2 separate regions of the Mus musculus genome follow, and region 2 is linked to region 1. The links are chromatin contacts, called in public promoter capture Hi-C maps. All regions are on one chromosome and are shown on one strand. Each heading gives the region's core, a stretch centred on a gene start, on an enhancer-like site or on the middle of the called end of the contact. The rest is flanking DNA. Distances are from core to core; before and after follow the strand shown.

Region 1 (6,480 bases), core at 3,537-6,036:
GAAGGTTTTTCACATTTTACATCACTAGAGTATAATCTCTTCAGCTCCTGGTGTCCTCCTACACACTCGGCAGACTGTGGTTGATCTCTCAGAGAAGCGTGCATCTACCGTTTAGCTCTCGAGGGGAAAGAAACTCACTTCAAATTACTAGGAAACAAGCCCAGAGCCTTACCTACGCATCAGGTGTCAAAAAAGCACAAAAAAGCTTCACTGAGCTGAGGTGGGGGGGAAGAACAGTCATGAAGAGGATAATTGCTTCCATAGTTAACGCCTCCAAAAAGTGGACGAAAATAGCTAAAAGGAGGATATTTTAAAACCATATTAAATCATTCTACTATCAAACTGCAAACTTGTAAAGGATAGAGGCAAAAAAAATCGACTAAGTCAGAGGTTCTCAACCAGTGGGTCACGACTCCTGGGGAGGGTCAAACAAACCTTTTAGCCTTTTACAGGGGTCACCTAAGACCATCGGACAACACAGATATTTACATTAGGAGTCATCTGAGTAGCAAAATTACAGTTATGAAGCAAGAACAAAAATAATCTTGTGGTTTGGGTCATCACAACACGACAAACTGCATGGAAGGGTAGATTCCTTAGGAAGGTTGAGAACCACTGAATTAGGTTTGTCTCTGTGGATCCATCCTGTGCCTCCAGGGACCTTCAAAGTCCAGGCTGTGCGATTCTGGGAGTGAAAGAGATGATGCCACCAGGCAGAGGACTAACTTGGCTTTACCTCAACTAGGCACAGAGCAAGGTGATTTTAGAACCTTGTGTCAGTCAAGAACTTCTCTTAAGAACCAAAGAGCTAATGTGGTACATCTACACAATGGAGTACTACTCAGCTATTAAAAAGAATGAATTTATGAAATTCCTAGCCAAATGGATGGACCTGGAGGGCATCATCCTGAGTGAGGTAACACATTCACAAAGGAACTCACACAATATGTACTCACTGATAAGTGGATATTAGCCCAAAACCTAGGATACCCAAGATATAAGATACAATTTCCTAAACACATGAAACTCAAGAAGAATGAAGACCGAAGTGTGAACACTATGCCCCTCCTTAGAAGTGGGAACAAAACACCCTTGGAAGGAGTTACAGAGACAAAGTTTGGAGCTGAGATGAAAGGATGGACCATGTAGAGACTGCCATATCCAGGGATCCACCCCATAATCAGCATCCAAACGCTGACACCATTGCATACACTAGCAAGATTTTATCGAAAGGACCCAGATGTAGCTGTCTCTTGTGAGACTATGCCAGGGCCTAGCAAACACAGAAGTGGATGCTCATAGTCAGCTAATGGATGGATCACAGGGCTCCCAATGGAGGAGCTAGAGAAAGTACCCAAGGAGCTAAAGGGATCTGCAACCCTATAGGTGGAACAACATTATGAACTAACCAGTACCACGGAGCTCTTGACTCTAGCTGCATATGTATCAAAAGATGGCCTAGTCGGCCATCACTGGAAAGAGAGGCCCATTGGACATGCAAACTTTATATGCCCCAGTACAGGGGAACGCCAGGGCCAAAAAGGGGGAGTGGGTGGGTAAGGGAGTGGGGGTGGGTGGGTATGGGGGACTTTTGGGATAGCATTGAAAATGTAAATGAGCTAAATACCTAATAAAAAATGGAAAAAAAAAAAAGAACCAAAGAGCTGCAGTCCCCATGTCAAAGGATGAAAACAGCTGTCTTAGAAGTGATTATCACCTCTCAGATCTCTCTTCACACACACCCCCTTACTTCTGTTTGCCTAGCTTGTCACCCTTAAATCTACCTGCCCTGGCCCTGGGCTTGGTCACATCACGTCCTTTCTTATCTCTGCCTCTCAGTAGCCTTCCTATCAGTAAGCGGGGCGGGGGTGGGGTGGGGTGGGGAGCTTTCTTTTTCTAATATCTAATACAGTATCTCTTATCTGCAACCCCTCTTTCGCCTTCTGCTTTTCTATCTAGCTTTGTGTTAGCTGGTATACTTTTGTTGCTGTGTTTGCTTTGTTTGTTTTGTGGTTAGAGTCAGAATGGGAGCCATTGGATGCTTTAATAATTGTGAATTTTAATTCAAATAGCTCAAAGGCTTGGGAGCTAATTTAGTTCACATTAGTGATTCAGGCATCATAGTGGTACACAAGCTCAGCTAAACTCCTGGTCTAGCAGAGCCTCAGGAGAGAATGCCTTTATCTTGAAGATCCAATGGCACTTGCACTAGCAGCTGATGCTGTATCTTATATGCAGAGAGCCTAGTTCTCCTATCAGGGCATGGGAAGTTACCAACAGCAGAGCAGTCTTTGACCTTAGGACTGAACAAATTTCTCATTCCTGATTCTCTCAAGGAAATAGCAGACTTTTAAATACTCAAAACTTCAACATAATGAGCTCTCCAAGAAGGAACAATATAATGAGTTTTAAAGCAACATCAGGACCTATGTCATCCAAGACTCAGCAGCTTTCCCAGACTTTTGGTTCAGGGAAACAGGAAGGAGTTGAGTCCACCAAGTGAAACTCAGCCATTCTCTTGGGAAGGACCCCTGGGGACTCACATGGGTGACTACGTGTGGGAGAAGGACAGGAGTCTCACCATTCTATTGGCCCCCAACAAACCACAGGGGCTTATAACACCAGACTTCACAGTAAATGTTGGAATGTATGGATTAATACAAGGGCATTTTTTTCTTTTTTTCTTTTTTCCTTTTTTTTCTTTGTTTTGTTTGTTGGCGCATGTGTTGTGTGTGCATGTGAGTGTATGAGTGTGTGCACCTCCGTGCATGTGTGCAGTGGCCAACACAGGATGCCAAGTGTCTTCTAATATTCTCCTCCTTATTGTCTTGAGACAATGCCTTTCTGGGGGCTCACTGTTCTTACTAGACTGGTAGACCAGAAAGCTCTTGGGATCAAAATGTCTTTTCCTCAAAGTATTGAGGTTTCGTGCACAAGCATCCATGCAATGGGTCCAAACCCAAGTCCTCAGTGTCTTCACGGCTGGAGCTCTGGCCCACTGAGTCATCTCTCCAATCTCCATTGCTTATGAAGATGATGATATCACAAAATCATATCAATTCCTTCCAGTTTAGCACTTAGATAATAAGCAAATTAGGAATTAGACTTTGCCACAAAGAGAATGAACGCCTGTACTCTCAAAAGAGGGGCCGAGTAGAAATGGTTTCACATGCAGAGCCCTGTGTACACACACTTTTGCATCCAGTGCACATGGGAACCTGAATTCACTCACTACACATCAATACTCTTACCCCTTCCCTGCCAGCCCTGCAGGCTATCAGAGTGGCCTGAGCTTCAGATCAGTTGACTGGAACTCCTGGGCAGCTGCCACAGGTCTGTGTGTACCCAGAAGCTTTGCAGCCATCTGCAGAGACAAAAGGCTTGAGCTGCTGTGGGGCTGATCTTTCTGCTCAGCAGTGCCGGCCTAGTGATGAGACCTCAGGTAAATGCTACCTCCTGGCAGGCAGGCAGGAAGAGAGCTCTGTTTTCTTTGATCATCAGCAGTGTCCTGGACTTAACCACTGTAACGTCTGTCCGCATCCACTCCCCTGCCTGAAAATATCTTGGTGGAAATCACCAAGGGTGTCTGCCAACTCTGGAGTTCCTCCCTAGCCCTCTTTTAACCAAGATTTCTTAATCTTCTGTGGCAGATAGCAAATCAACTTCCACTTCTGCTTGGACACTCAGTGAGGCAACATTTTGTGGCCTCCTGCAGTCAGGTGTGACTGTGGGAACCTCCCCAGGGGAAATGCTATGGGCCATCTATGACCTGGTACTTGTGTCTCAGGGGTCTTGCCCTCTTTTTTTCTTCAGTGTCTTTACACCTCCTACTTGCCCATGGCAATTTATGATCAAGGTGAACCCCAAAATAAGAAGTAGCAAGGTAAGGTGGCCTAGGATTCTATCTAACTTCCCACAACTGATATATATCACCTCTTACTCCTGCTCCCCCGAACTAGGTTTATAGGAAGATGTCCTTGTGCTGAGCCATCACATATGGGTCTCTTTGCTTCTTGCTGTCCCAATAAAAACATATTTTTCTTCTATTTCCCTGATAACACTTTTTCTAGATATCTCCTTCTTCTGTCTCTCTGACCAGTCTTCTGCCGAGGTCTTGAACTAAAGATTTTGCTGAAAGGACCCTGATATAACTGTCTCTTGTGAGACTATGCCGGGGCCTAGCAAACACAGAAGTGGATGCTCACAGTCAGCTATTGGATGGATCACAGGGCCCCCAATGGAGGAGCTAGAGAAAGTACCCAAGGAGCTAAAGGGATCTGCAACCCTATAGGTGGAACAACATTATGAACTAACCAGTACCCTGGAGCTCTGGACTCTAGCTGCATATGTATCAAAAGATGGGCTAGTCAGCCATCACTGGAAAGAGAGGCCCTTTGGACTTACAAACTTTATATGCCCCAGTACAGGGGAATGCCAGGGCCAAAAAGTGGGAGTAGGTGGGTAGGGAAGTGGGGGGGGTATAGGGGGCTTTTGGGATACCATTGGAAATGTAAATGAGGAAAAAACCTAATAAAAATATTTAAAAAAAAAAAAAGAATGTTCCCCAGGGCCTTATCGCTTTATCTTCCCTTTTCTCCTGCCACATGATGACTGTCTTGGTTATCAACTAGACTGGATCTGGACACAACTACAACCCAAGCCCCTAAGCATTCCTGTGAGAGACTTTCTTGATCAGATTATTTGAAGCAGGAAGACACACCCTAATTATGGGCAGTGCATCCTGGAGGCAGCCCAGATAAAAGGGCATCGAAGATGGAAGCGTCTGCTTTTTGCCTGCTTGCCTTTACTCTGCGGACAAGTGCAGCCATCCTGTAAGTGACACATTCTCCTCTGGCATCAGAAGCATGCTCTAGGGGCTTCCAACACAGACTGAAGACCAGCAGGAATGCTCCAGGCCTTCCGAGCCAGGTTGGACTGCTGAGACATCCAACCTTACAGACTAGGCGACTAACTACAGGCTTCAATTGTTGGACCACCAGGACTATATCATGTAAGCCAATCTACTACATTACCTTCTGAAATATACATATTTATTCTATCAGTTTTGTCTCTTTGCAGAGCCTGGCCAATAGATTTTATATGTTATTCCTGTTTTATGGAAATAGTTCCCCTTCCTTTTCCATCCCTGGAGCTTCATTCACTTATTGTTCATTTGTTGATGATCCCCAAGCCTATCTCCATCCACATTTCAAAATTCGCCATCTTTAGCTTCCAAACTTTACTCACATGTATATTCTCTCTAGCTCCCAGTCCTCCTCCCGCCAAGTCCTTCCCCTTCACCTTCCAGCTCTCTTCAACCCCTCGTGTGCTGATTACACATCTCAAAGGCTGCACAAAGTATCTCCAACAAGCTGCCAGTCTGTGCATCTCTACCTCTCTCACCTTGTTCATCCCTCCCTTCATCTCTGCAGCAAATCCCCCGGTATCTCACTCACTCCTCTCTGCCTTTCCAGCCTGTTCTCCACACTTTGGTCACAACTTGAACAGAGCATATCCACAGCTTAAGGGAGGAAAGCTTTATTTGGGCTCAGTGTTTTGTGGGATTTCCACCCATGATGGTAGGGAGAGCATAGCAGAGAAGCCTGTGGTGGAGGGAACATGAGGCAAATTCGTGCGTAGGGAAGCAGACTAGGAACTGGAGAGCAGGATCAGAACCAAGAGTTAGTCAACCCCTTCTGCCAGCTAGCTCCCAACCCTGAAACATGCCAGAGATGCCCAACATAGTGAGCAGCTGAGAAACAAACATTCAAAATGAGTGTCTGATGAAGATCTTACAGATTTATACATCCTCTCTCTCTCTCTCTCTCTCTCTCTCTCTCTCTCTCTCTCTCTCACACACACACACACACACACACACACACACACACAAATACACTCATACACACACACACACTCACTCACTCACTCACTTGACAATTACAGACCTCTGTTTTTCTATTGTCAAGCTAAGCAATAATTACAGCTACCCTGGGAAGAGTTGCGTTTTGGATCATCTCTGTTCTGTTATGATGCCTCTTAATCCCTCCATTGTGGTCTCTAACCCATCATGTTGCAATAACTTTGTTCGAGATCTGTGTCCAATTATGAAATCTACCATAGGTTCTCTGAGATTAGGGAGATTTCTGTGCCTCTCCTCACCTACCATCTTTTGTGGTAGCAAAGTCTGCTTGCTCAGTGGATAGAGCGTCAGTGAATGACACCAGAACTTTCCATAGGTGGATTTGATTCTCATCAGCTCTCCTCAGGTGGATATCCAGTCATTTCTAGTCTTTGAAAGGGGGTTGAAGAATGGGACTGAGAATGTACTAAGTTTCCAAACATCTGTAAACATGGATTGGGAGCTATGCTGACCAATATGGTGGCCTCCAGCCATCTGCCGTTAGCCAACATTGAAACATGGCTAACATGGCTGAAGCTGTACTGAAAATACAGCATAGCTACATGTTAGAGACTTGACTT
Region 2 (5,814 bases), core at 3,274-5,773, 36 kb before region 1:
CACACACACACACACACACACACACACACACACACACACTTGAAAACTTGAACCTAAGCTGGTGGTACTATTTGAGAAGTTGTGGAACCTTTGGGAAACAATTGAGAAGACACCCTTAGAAATGGGGGGACACTAGTGGTGAGAAGTTTTCTAGAAATCTCTGAAGGGCTGGGTTTTATGGAGAATGAACTCATCAACAAGTTCAAAGTACCTCATAAAGGTCATGTCCAGTGGGGTCTGGGAAGTTGGCCAGTGGAATGTCAGTGGTGCAGGTGGGGAGGAGGGTGAAGACCCTGCCTTTGTCACACAGGAGTGAGTGGAAGGCAAACAAATGCAGGGAGAGACAGATACCAGAAGGTCATGGAGGGTGTGGGCTCTCTTCTAAGACAGGAAGTCCAGACTTACTGATATGCAGGAAGTGCCCAAAAGAATTAGACTGATTAAAACGACAGGAAGTGGTGAACAGTTAAATGAAGCAGAACTCCCCCAGGGAAGGGAGCTCAACCCTGCTTGTGGAGGAGCCTGAATGTGTGGAAACTGGAGCTTTGTGTCCTGAAGATAATCAATATAAAATGGTGTAGCACTCTAGGAAATTGCTCAGTGGCTCTGCAGAAAGTCAGGCATAAATTAGCATGACTCAGCAGAAATAGGCATAATTACCATGACTCAGCAGTTCTTCAAAAATAAAGAGGAAAGCTCAGCTGCCTGCGCTTGTGCAAGGGCCATGGAGGCATCCTTCACAATAACCAGGCAGAAACAACCCAAATGCCACAACCAAGGAAATAGATAAACAAGATGTGGTGTGTGCATAAAATGGACAATTATCCATCCATAAAAAGGAGGAGTGCAATAGGGATGAACTTTGAGAACAAGCTAAGTAATTGTCATATAAGTGTTATATGAGCTATCTGAAGTAGACACTTATAGACACAGAAGCAAATTAATGGTCACCAGGAGCTGAGTCACCTATAATGAATGTAAAGTTTATTAAAATGACAAAAAAGCACTTGGGAGGCAGAGGCAGGCGGATTTCTGAGTTCGAGGCCAGCCTGATCTACAAAGTAAGTTCCAGGACCGCCAGGGCTATACAGAGAAATTCTGTCTCGAAACAAACAAACAAACAAAAAAGACAAAAAAATTTAAGTTAATAGTAGTCATCACTGAGCAACATGGTAAGAATAATTCCATTATTACATACTTAGAAATGATTAACATTGCATAGTTTATATGATTTAAAACTTAATTTAAAAATTAAACAATTACATTATTTACTGTTTATAATTATTAATTACATGTATATATGGTATAGTAAAACACATATCTCATAGCATATATGTGGAGATGAAATGATAACATGAAGGAGTCAAGTTTCTCCACCCACCTTTACATGAATTTTATAAATGATGCTAAGGTCATCATGGTTTTGGGGTCTCACCAGCCTGTGATATAATTTTTATTATAATGAAGATTTCTAATGTAATCTTAACCATAATATATAATGGTTGTTAGTTGATAAAACTTTTAAATATTTTATTTTTAAAACACGACGGAATGATCAAGGCAAGGCCGCTTTAAGCTGCACTGGAGACAAAGGTGATGATCAAGTTTACCTGAGCTTGAGCAAACTAAGGGAAGCCCAGACAGCCAGTGCAGGATTATGGTCTGGGAGCATCTGCAGGGGTGTTTCACATTTGAATCAGTGCACCAGGGTGGGTGGGCATCATCTCAGCAAATGATGGCTCCAGTAGAAAGCAAAGGTGGAGTATCCTAGTTAACACAACTGCCAACTCGACATAGCCTGGGGACAGCTGGAAAGAAAGGGTCTCAACTGAGGAATTATCTTTATTAGCTTGGGCTGTGGGCGTGTCTATGAGGGGCTGTCTACCTTGATAACTGTGTTAGTGGGGCCTCACCCATGTGGGCAGTGTTGTTGCACCCGTAGTCCTGGAGTACCCAGGGAAGTATCTGAGCTGAGCCTGTCAGCAAGTCAGCAAGCAGCCTTCCTCCTTCATAGGCTTCTTGCTTCATAGCAACAAGAAGGAAACTAGAACATGGGGGAAGGGGAATCTCCCCCGTGTGACCTGAGGTGTTGGCCTTCTGCCATCAAACGTCCGTAGCAGCTCTCAGTTCTCAGGCTTTCAGATGCTGACCAGATCTCAACCACCCTCTACCTCAACATTTTCCAGTCTCCAGACTTTTGAATCAACACCACAAATTTTCTTGGAGTCCAAATTTCCAGTTTAGTTAGACCTGACTAATGAACCACCATTTGTATTATTTCCTTGGAGGACCCAATGCGCTCTGTTTTGGGGGAGACATTTAGGAAATTCCTGCCAGTTTCTCTTTTTGTTTTCTGTTTTTGTTTGCTTGTTTGTTCCACTTAGATCGAAGGGGGGCAGAGGTTTAATTAGAAACAGGACAATAGTAGTAATAGTTAAAAATGACCATCAAGGAGAATGGAAAGGGAGATGGGGAAAGATAAATTCTGCCTCGATGTTGGACCTACCCTGCTATGGTTGTGACAGTGGGCTGTGTCATGTTTGGGGTTTTGTTCCGTTATTGTCAGCAGCAGTGAATCAAAGACACAAAATCACAGGCTCCCCTGGCTTGGGTGCTCGTGGCATGGGAACAAGAAGTCTGTTAGTCTGCAGGCTGTGTTGTAAGGACTAGTGGAAGAATGGCTCCCCTGTCAACCATGGGCCTCACATAGGATTGAAGGGTCTTGTAACACTGCAGAACAGAGCACTGAAATGAAAGGTAGACTTGTAAGAGGGAGAGAAGACAGGGAGGGGCTTGTTGAGCTGCTGGCATGTCAGGAGTAGGTTCTCAGTGTAAGGAGACCACTGTGGCAAACAGGTGAGAGCATGGCGGAGCGCATAGTTGCCTCTTCCTCAGAGCAACAGTCTGAGGAGAGCGATAGAAACGGTTTGCTTCACTCTATTCACAAGTCCAGGGGAGAGAGCCTATGTCATTCATGGCGGCAGTTCTCAATATCCTCTGGTCACTGATGCTAATGGGAGAAGGAAGAACAAGAAGGCCTCAAGCAGGTGGCAACATAGTCTACCTGCAAGAGGTACACCTCCAACCCCTCCCCTCTCTCCCTCCCTCTCCCCTCTGCCCCTCCCGTATTAACTGACATGGGAAGAGCCACTCAATGAAGCCGAGCTGTCTGTACATGGAACCAGGGAGCCGAGCCAAAGCATGTAGCCCTGACCTTGGATCCCATGTGGTCATCTGCTTCAAGGTCTACTGCCTTGACTCAGCCACCATGATAGACACCTTGAACAGGGGCCAGAGTAAGCCCTTTCTCCTCGTAGCCTCTTGTAGCCTCTGCAGAGACTGCATGCAAATGGTACACAGCACTGCACACAAGCAGTACACAATCGTACATGTGGGGCATTTTGCTATAGCAACAAGGAAGAGGTCAAGGCAGTTAGTGAATGCCCTTGTCTTGCTAGGCCCAATGCCATTGCCTTTAAAAAAATATTTGTGGTTTTGATATTGCTACTTAGTTTAGTTTAAATTCCGAGATCAAAAGGTTCACACTGATAGATAGATTAGTATGTACTGAATGAGGAGTCAACTTCCATTAACAATGTGTTCTTTGATGACCACATGGGATCCATGCTCAGGACTACATGCTTTGGCTCGGCTCCCTGGCTCCGAGTACAGTCAGCCCAGCTTCAGTGGGTGGCCGTTCCCATTAACAATGTGTTCATTAACAATGTGTCCATTGACAATCATACCTAGAGTCATCTCTGATCCAGTTTTCTTGCTTGATGAACGGATTTTTTTCTTTCATCAGAAATGTATATATGATTTAAAATATTATGACAACCCCCAACCCATCATCCCCATCGTGACAGTGGGAATGATAAATGACAAAGGGCAGGGGCTAAAAAGCTGGCTCAGCAATAAAGAACACTGGCTGCTCTTCCAGAGGACCCAGGTTCAAGTCTCTGTACCCACATGATGGCTCACAACTGTGCGTACTCCAGTTCCAGGCGATCCGATACCCTCTTGTAGCCGCTGCAGAGACTGCAGGCAAATGGCACCCAGCACTGCACACAAGCAATACACAGACATACATGCAGGCAAAACACACAGACACATAAAAAAGTAAAATAAAATCATTTTAAATACCACAAAGGCAAGTCCCAGTGACACAGAAGAGGGCACTAAAAACATCTGCTCCCTTAGTAACCCAAACTGGATGTTGGGTCTGCTGGCTTGTGGCTGTTAAAAACAAACAAGGCAAATGCTTTTTAAGCTACACAAATGGCTTCTCTCTGTTGACAAGACACTGGGTGTTTGTTGATTGTGTGCATGTTTGTCTTTGAAACAGAGAAGGTCTTTCCAGTTTTTATAGTGGCCACCTCCGATTCCCCACCACTATGGAAACAAGGCAGGCAGAACCTCAGCTGAGAGTCTGGGAGATGCTAAAGTGATGACCTCATAGTCACAGCCCACAGTGACCAAAGGCAGGACAGGGGTGTGGTAGCGTGTGAAGGTTCAATTCGCTGAAGAGGAATTTCTCCACCAGAAGAGGCTTCACCCCAAAAACCATGTGAGGAAATTCAAAACTGTAAACTTGAATAAGTGACCATCTTCCTTTCTGAAGTTGTATGGAAATTCTTCAAAATCTCAACCCTGCATCTCAGTGGGACAAGGCTGTTTAAAGAAACATGGTGAACTATTACAAAGTACTAGGGGTGCCACGGAATGCGTCGTCCTCAGATATCAAGAGAGCTTTCCATCAGCTGGCTCTGCAGGTACACCCAGACAAGAACCCAGGAGACAAGGAAGCAGCTGAGGAGAAATTCAAACAAGTAGCAGAAGCCTATCACATCTTATCTGATGCCAAGAAGCGAAAGGATTACGACAGGTCCCGATGGAACCGAAACAAAGGGGAAATCAGAGGTGATGGCCATGACAAAGGGGAGACCATCAGAGTTAACGACAGCAGAGATGAAACCGATTGGGAAGAAAAAATATGCTCTCGGAGGCCACGCCACACCTTCCAGAAGGTCACTGAAGATGAAGACCTTTTCTCAGGAGACTGTTTGTTCTCAGGTCCCATTACTGGGTCCAGAAGAGCCTCTTCCCCATTCTTTACTGTCACCCCCATCATGGACACAGGATTTTCTACGTTTGTGTCCCATGAATCCAGGTCTTATTCTGATGACCCTGAAACATTTGTACCATATATAAGCCAAGGAATGGGAAAGTTCAGACTGGTCACCACTTGTAGCAAGACAGTGAATGGTAAGAGAGTTGTCACAAAGAGAGTTGTAGAGAACATTCGAGGACCAAAGAAAATAGAGAACGAACGGCTATTTCGTCACAATCCTTCACGTGGTTGGTAAGGACCTGCCATTGTCTTCTTCACCAGGAATTGCAAATGAGATTTGTGTGTCTTGATGCCTGTTGGAAACAGTAGAAATCTGAGGGGGAATGGCATAGACAGAGGGCTGGTTAGCTCAAAGCTCTCTCCACTGTGGAGGGGAGTCGTGGGTCAGATGTTAACACAGAGAACCTGTGAGGAGCAGAGCTGACCTTCCAGACTCTTCTCAAAACTGAGCTTTCTTCCCTCAGTCAGGGTGTGGGGGCTGGATCCCACGCCACAGTGAAAAGCAGACTCGCGGTGCTCTGCCCTTGCTGTTTCCCACACAGAGGCCTCCTCCTTTTGACTGTTCCTGTCCTTTCCCTGAACCTCTTTTTGTGTCTTCTCTCTCTCTCCCCAAGAGTTTCCCATGGTTCATATCATGATCAAGTCCAAATTGAGGCATGTCCTCCACCGTAGATTAATGCTGA

Evidence for each region. Capture Hi-C pulls out chosen DNA fragments and counts their contacts.
Region 2: a promoter capture Hi-C map of pancreatic islet shows a contact between it and region 1. The contact joins the promoter of 4930503B20Rik here to the promoter of Dnase2b in region 1. A contact is called at or near these places in 3 of 39 promoter capture datasets (hippocampal neurons, macrophages and neural stem cells), 1 of 15 datasets of contacts at CTCF or cohesin (the G1E-ER4 cell line), 3 of 484 Hi-C or Micro-C datasets (adipose-derived mesenchymal stem cells, forebrain and muscle stem cells), 4 of 115 datasets of contacts at active chromatin or transcription factors (the 3134 cell line, double positive thymocytes, embryonic fibroblasts and 1 more) and 3 of 9 other capture datasets (adipose tissue, liver and pancreatic islet).

What each region holds. Positions count from the first base shown.
Region 1 is chr3:146,613,904-146,620,383 of GRCm38.p6, reverse strand. Dnase2b (deoxyribonuclease II beta) reads left to right here and starts at 4,786. Exons shown (of 7, transcript NM_019957.4): 1 at 4,786-5,011. All of the region lies in intron 4 of Uox (urate oxidase), which reads right to left.
Region 2 is chr3:146,650,023-146,655,836 of GRCm38.p6, reverse strand. 4930503B20Rik (RIKEN cDNA 4930503B20 gene) reads left to right here and starts at 4,523. Exons shown (of 2, transcript NM_029144.5): 1 at 4,523-5,362. The coding sequence starts at 4,686. Gm16325 (predicted gene 16325) reads right to left here. Exons shown (of 4, transcript NR_045949.1): 4 at 4,122-5,814.